Linked DNA regions of Mus musculus: region 2 is linked to region 1. Evidence: chromatin contacts called from public Hi-C data. All regions are on one chromosome and are shown on one strand. Each heading gives the region's core, a stretch centred on a gene start, on an enhancer-like site or on the middle of the called end of the contact. The rest is flanking DNA. Distances are from core to core; before and after follow the strand shown.

Evidence for each region. A called contact is a pair of places that touch in the nucleus more often than the background predicts.
Region 2: a contact with region 1 is called in a Hi-C map of cortical neurons, with 2.8 times the contacts expected there. The contact joins two enhancer-like sites. A contact is called at or near these places in 9 of 484 Hi-C or Micro-C datasets (the N1E-115 cell line, cerebellar granule neurons, cerebellum and 4 more) and 2 of 115 datasets of contacts at active chromatin or transcription factors (VIP interneurons and embryonic basal ganglia).

Annotation. Positions count from the first base shown.
Region 1 is chr9:46,736,146-46,738,845 of GRCm38.p6, reverse strand. No RefSeq gene overlaps it. Among named protein-coding and RNA genes, the nearest start is that of Gm31614, 93 kb to the left of the region's middle. Within about 2 kb of position 1,300, at least 22 of the 459 cell types and tissues checked have an H3K27ac peak or open chromatin away from gene starts, as enhancers often do. A contact at or near this core is called in the N1E-115 cell line and cortical neurons, where this site is marked.
Region 2 is chr9:47,438,927-47,441,626 of GRCm38.p6, reverse strand. No RefSeq gene overlaps it. Among named protein-coding and RNA genes, the nearest start is that of Gm31816, 72 kb to the right of the region's middle. Within about 2 kb of position 1,331, at least 13 of the 459 cell types and tissues checked have an H3K27ac peak or open chromatin away from gene starts, as enhancers often do. A contact at or near this core is called in the N1E-115 cell line and cortical neurons, where this site is marked.

The DNA.
Region 1 (2,700 bases), core at 51-2,550:
TTGTTCCACTCAGCTGACACTTATTGGATGCCCATTATATGCTGGGCTCTGTGCCAGGCAGTGGCACTGAGGATGAACCAAATCCCTGCACACCGTAGGGAGTGGGTGGGAGAGACTGACAGCATGGCGGGTGAGCCAGAACACATGCTTGTCCTGGGAGAGAAGGGGCCCGGGGTGCCCAGACTCCTGAGGCTCTGGGGAGACAGCAGACTTGCCTGCCAGACTCAGCCTCCTTGGCCTTCACTAAAACTTCTGCTTCTGAGACTGTAGAGATTTCTAGAGACTGTGGCCAGCACTGCAGCCTGGCCCACTTCCCTCTCCCTGCAAGTGTTTCAGTAGGTGCAGTCTATATAATATGCTATATATACTAAACAATTTTCTCTCTAGCACACACACATACAAGTCACTTGCATCCACGTAAGCACTCATGAATGCACATATACACATACATGCACATGTAGCCCCACACAGCTGAACTGCAGCAAGCCCAGAAACAGCAGACTCTGCCAAGGTCACCCAGGACAAAACCCAGAAAGGGGCTCTGAGCAGATTGGCTAGGCAGTGGGAAGGAAGGGAACCCACCCTTGGCACTTGTGCCTGGAACTCCAGAGCCTGCGGCTGCTCTCAGAAGGAAGAAAACCGCCACTCCTCCCCTACCTTCCCCCAAACCAATCCTGACATCCCGTAAACCAGAGTCAGCCCCAATGAAAGGGTGGTGCTGAATTCTGTTTACCAACCCAGCATCTAATTAAAATTAGCTGCTGCTTCATCTGGTTGGGTTTTTTGTTGTTGTTGTTGTTGTTGTCGTTCTAACTATTTTTAAGCCAGAGCCGCTAGATCGGTGCGGCCACTAGTAAGCTGTCAAATCAAATTTTCAAAAGCAAATTGCTTTTATAATTAATTTAATTATTATTACGGCTCCCAGTTTTGTGTTGCCTTAATGAACACAATCGGGTTTCACCCTCCGCTTCCCCCCCCACACACACACACAAGTACCCCTTCATTTCTACAGACCCACCTCACACCTCTCCCACCCAAGACAGACTCATAGAGAGGGAAGGAGGAAGGAGACAGGGCTTAGTCTCCTCCCTGTGCCCCTGTGTAGCCACCTCTTCTGGCATGCCCCAGCCTCACATAGAGTAATTAAGGCTTCCTCTTGGTGGGGTAATAAATGATCCCCCCATGTTTTAATTAACCCCCCCCCCGTCTACCCTGGCATCCTCACACCCCCACCCAAGTCTGTGAGTCTGTGTGGGTTGGGGAGGGACAGTCAGAAGAGAGACTGTGACAGCGGTCTGTCACCCAGGGTCTGGCATTCACTGGGGAACTGTCAGTTACTAAGGAAACTAGGAGGGAGAGAGGCAGGGAGAGAGGCGGTTAGATCCAATTTGGGGTGACAAGTGTGAGGAATGAAGATTTTGGCCTCTCCTCGTCTAATCACGAGTGGAAGTTTCCTGGACTGGGCAGTAGACAGGCACAGGAAAGCCAGTCCTGCAGAGACCACCCCTTTTCAGGAGCCCGGGCAAGACAAGGGACCCCATCAGAGGGCAGAGCAGCTCAGGATGCCCCTGACACACACCTCAGACTGCCGTGCACCCTTGCCTGTATGTTCCTGTGTGTTAGGTTCACCCCCATGCTGAGGGTTCTGGTTTGGGTGGCCATCCCTTCCTGTGATTCAGAGGTCCTCACTTCCGCATCCTTCTCTTCTCTGTCTTCAGTTTGCAATTCACCCCACCTCTCTTTTCCTTCCCCCCTTTTTAGGGAGGATCACTTTCATTCTATTTGTTTTCTCCTTCCAACCCCACTATGCTGTCTACCCAACACCAGCACACACAGTGGCTTCCCCAGACCTATCTCTCCCATGTCTTCCATCTGGGTAGGAAAGACATATTTTGATTCACATCTCAACCACCTTGTCCCCCAGTAGCCACCTCTCCTGCCTTCCTCTCCTTCCCCTCTCTATACTCTTTCTTCTCTGCTTTCCTACTCTCCCTCCTAACCCTTCTTTCTCTTCTCTCTGCTTCCCTTCTCCTGTCTCTGCAAGCTGTAGTTCAGATTCCCAAAAACAACAGAAGCACCACGCCCTATTATGACTCCCAACCAGGCTGGTGAAACTCTCCTAATCTCAGAGGGAGGCTGCCCATGAATGAAGAAATGAGGCACCAGTGGGAGAAGGGAGAATGGGATGGGGGTGAGGCTGGTAGACAGTCCAGGCTGGGGAGTGGCAGAGCTTGGGAAGATGGCCTCCCTGGCCCCTTGGTTGAGAAGAGCAGAAAATGCTGCTGAGTCACCAGTCCTGAGACAGTGCAGGCTTAGCTGGCAATGGGGCAGGGGACTCTGAACACTGGCTCAGGAATGGAGGCCTCTGGAGCTGCTGGAGACAAAGAGGCCAGTGCAGTATGCCTCCACCTCCCTAAAGGACCTGGTGCCTCCTCTTCACTTCCCAGTGATCCAGGCCAGAGCTTACAGGTCTCCCCTACTCCTGCAGCTACTTGGCCTTATCTCTATTGTGAGCAATTGACCAGGACTTGGATCTCTTGATGCAGAGATAGTCCTAGCTAACCAGTGTTCTGTTGTTTCTAGGGGTCCCTCAGAGAGATCCCAGGGTGCTGGAGGAAGGATATTGTTTACATGCCCCTAAAAGGGTAGGTAAGGTGGCTGGCGCTCAGGCTAGCTGCTCTAGGTGGATACTTTGTGGAA
Region 2 (2,700 bases), core at 82-2,581, 700 kb before region 1:
CCCTTAATTAGCTGGTAAACATGTGGCTGTTGCACCATTTGTCTGTTTTGAATAATGCTGTTATGAACGTTCATGCTTTATGGGGACGGACCTCTATGCACTGTGGCGTTGCATTTGTCATGGGTGTCTCTCTGGAGGGTGGAAGTATAGGATCAGATCATCTGCTTAATTTAGTCAGAAACTCTCCAAACGGCTACACTCCTCTCAGTAATGTACAAAGGTTTCCGTAGCTGCGCATCTCTATCAAAACTTGTTCTTATCTGTCATATTTGTTTGTTCAGGAGGTTTCCTGGGGCAGCGGACTGCAGGGGAAGCAGGCAGGTTGATTCTGAGAGGGAGCTCTTGTAGAGAGAGATCCACGGCGGGGCAGGCATAGCTGCTAAACTTGCTGATGACACTTCTGGTTGTGAACCTCTGAATTTACACATGGAGGTGAGCATCCTACTGTGACAAGGTCTCCTCTTTGCATCCATGGGTGGCAGCATATGCTTTAGAGACTCTTTGAAACCAGCAGAAAAAAATTCAATCCAAGAGCTACATATTTTTTGACGATTACAAGTGATATTCTCCAGGCCTGGATGGTAGCTTTGACTTCCCTAGCTTCCTGTGTGACAGGGATTAAGGAGTTATGTTGCCCACAGGGCAGGTCTCAAAAGGCTTATTTCTTTGAGCAGACACAGAGCTGGGTGACAATCAACAACAATAGAAAACAAAGCTTAGTTCCCTCTGATACAATGAAGCCCAGCCCAGCTCCATAGCATCAAAGCTCAACTCAGACGCTCTTCCAGACTTTTTGTGGAAGCCCCTGCTCTCTCGCTGGCGGTCTCCAAGGCTCTGGGTCAGTCAAGGCTTCTCCTCTTCACAAGGGTCCCCATGATGGCTTCCAGTTCCACATAGAGCAGACTGAACCGTTATTCAACTCCCTCTCCTCTCAGCTGAACATCCCTTCCAGCCTAGGGGCTGGGCCAGCTTCCAACCCTGTGCTGTGCTGTGCCGAGTCCTCTGGGTGCCTGGGACAGAAGCCCCATGCTTCCTTTCCAAGAACTTTCAGCCTAGAACCTCCTTAAAGGAAGAGTAAAATGAGTGGACCGGGGAGAAAGAAAAAGGATAAGGGAAAGGGAGGGGGGAAGAGAGAGAGATAGGGAGGGATGAAGGGAAAGGGTGGGAGAGGAGAGGGAGCGGGATACGGAGAATGTGGAAGGAAGGCTTGAGTTCTTGGAGAATTGAGAGTTCCGCTAGAATGCAGCCATTTCCTTTGAACTCATTAGATTCCTTTTGTAAAGCAGTACTCCTATCTGCATCAAAGGGCTGTGGAGCTAGAGGGCAGGCTTTCCTCTCACGCAACAAAATGGAAGGGTGCCTGTGCGCATCTCCTGAATGAATGGGCACACGGAGGTGGGATGCTGCCCCCCCCCCAAAAAAAAACAAAGCAAAGCAAAATAAAGCAAAGCAAAGCAAAACAAAACAAAGCAAAGCAAAACAACAAAAACAGTTTCCAAAATCCCTTCCCTTCAATCTCCAGCCACCTCCCTCCTGCCCCACCCCCAACCCCACCCCGGGCCATCCCATGGCTAGACCGTTTACAAGACAAAGTGAAAGGACAGGTGGGTCAGCAAAATCTCAAGTTTATAAAAACAGAGCATTTGCCAGTGCAGTAAAGTGTGTAAGACAAAGATTTCCTTTTAGAAGTGGGAGCCTGCGAGTATAGGGGGATACAGGACAACCAGGAAGCGATGCCTCTCTCCCAATTATTGGGCGCTCTCGGCTGTACTTTGTTGACCTCGCTGATTTCAATCAGTTCTCAGCACATGCAGCCTTCACCTGCCATGAATCAAAACCTGGAGGGCTCTCTCTTCTCCACGCTCAGAAGGGAACCCTTTGATAAGGCTGTTAGCGATGCAAGGCAGAGCGGGTTGGGCTGGGTGGTTTTCGTAGACTGGCATTACACATTTATGATGTACACCAACGAAGGAGCAAGGGCTCAGCTTGCCAGGGCTGCAGAGGGGCGGGGTTTCTCCTGGAGAGTGGCTGCCCAGTGACTTGGTGATATCGTAACAAAGACTGAGGAGAGAAGGGCAAATGGTGGCAGGAAGGGATCACAGATCCCTTCTGAGGGAACACTATGGGATGTCTCTCGTTATTTCTGGGTTCTGTGGCACATTCGATTTTCTTATGGGTGAGTGGTGTGTGTGTGTGTGTGTGTGTGTGTGTGTGTGTGTGTGAGAGAGAGAGAGAGAGAGAGAGAGAGAGAGAGAGAGAGAGAGAGAGAGAGACCTTGTTTAATCTGCTCAGGCAATTCCAAAGACCCTAGTACTCAGTACCTACTAAATTAAGCTGAAGGCTGAGGACAAGGCTTACTTTGGTAAAATGCTTTCCATGCAAGCATGAGAACTTGAGTTCCATCCACACACATCAAAAGCCAGGTATGGAGGCGTGCTTCTGTAATCTCATAGCTGGGGAGGAGGAACTAGGCAGATCCCTGGAGCTGATTGGCTACCCGGCCCACTGACTGACTGAGCTCCAGGCTTATGGAGAGACTGAGGAAGATACTTAACATCTGGCCTCCTTGGGTACATCTGCATGTACATATACACACACCCACGAGACTGTAACGCAGACACACACACACACAGGCAGACACACACACACACACAGAGGCAGACACAGACACTGCCCCCCCTGCCCCCACATACCAGCGAG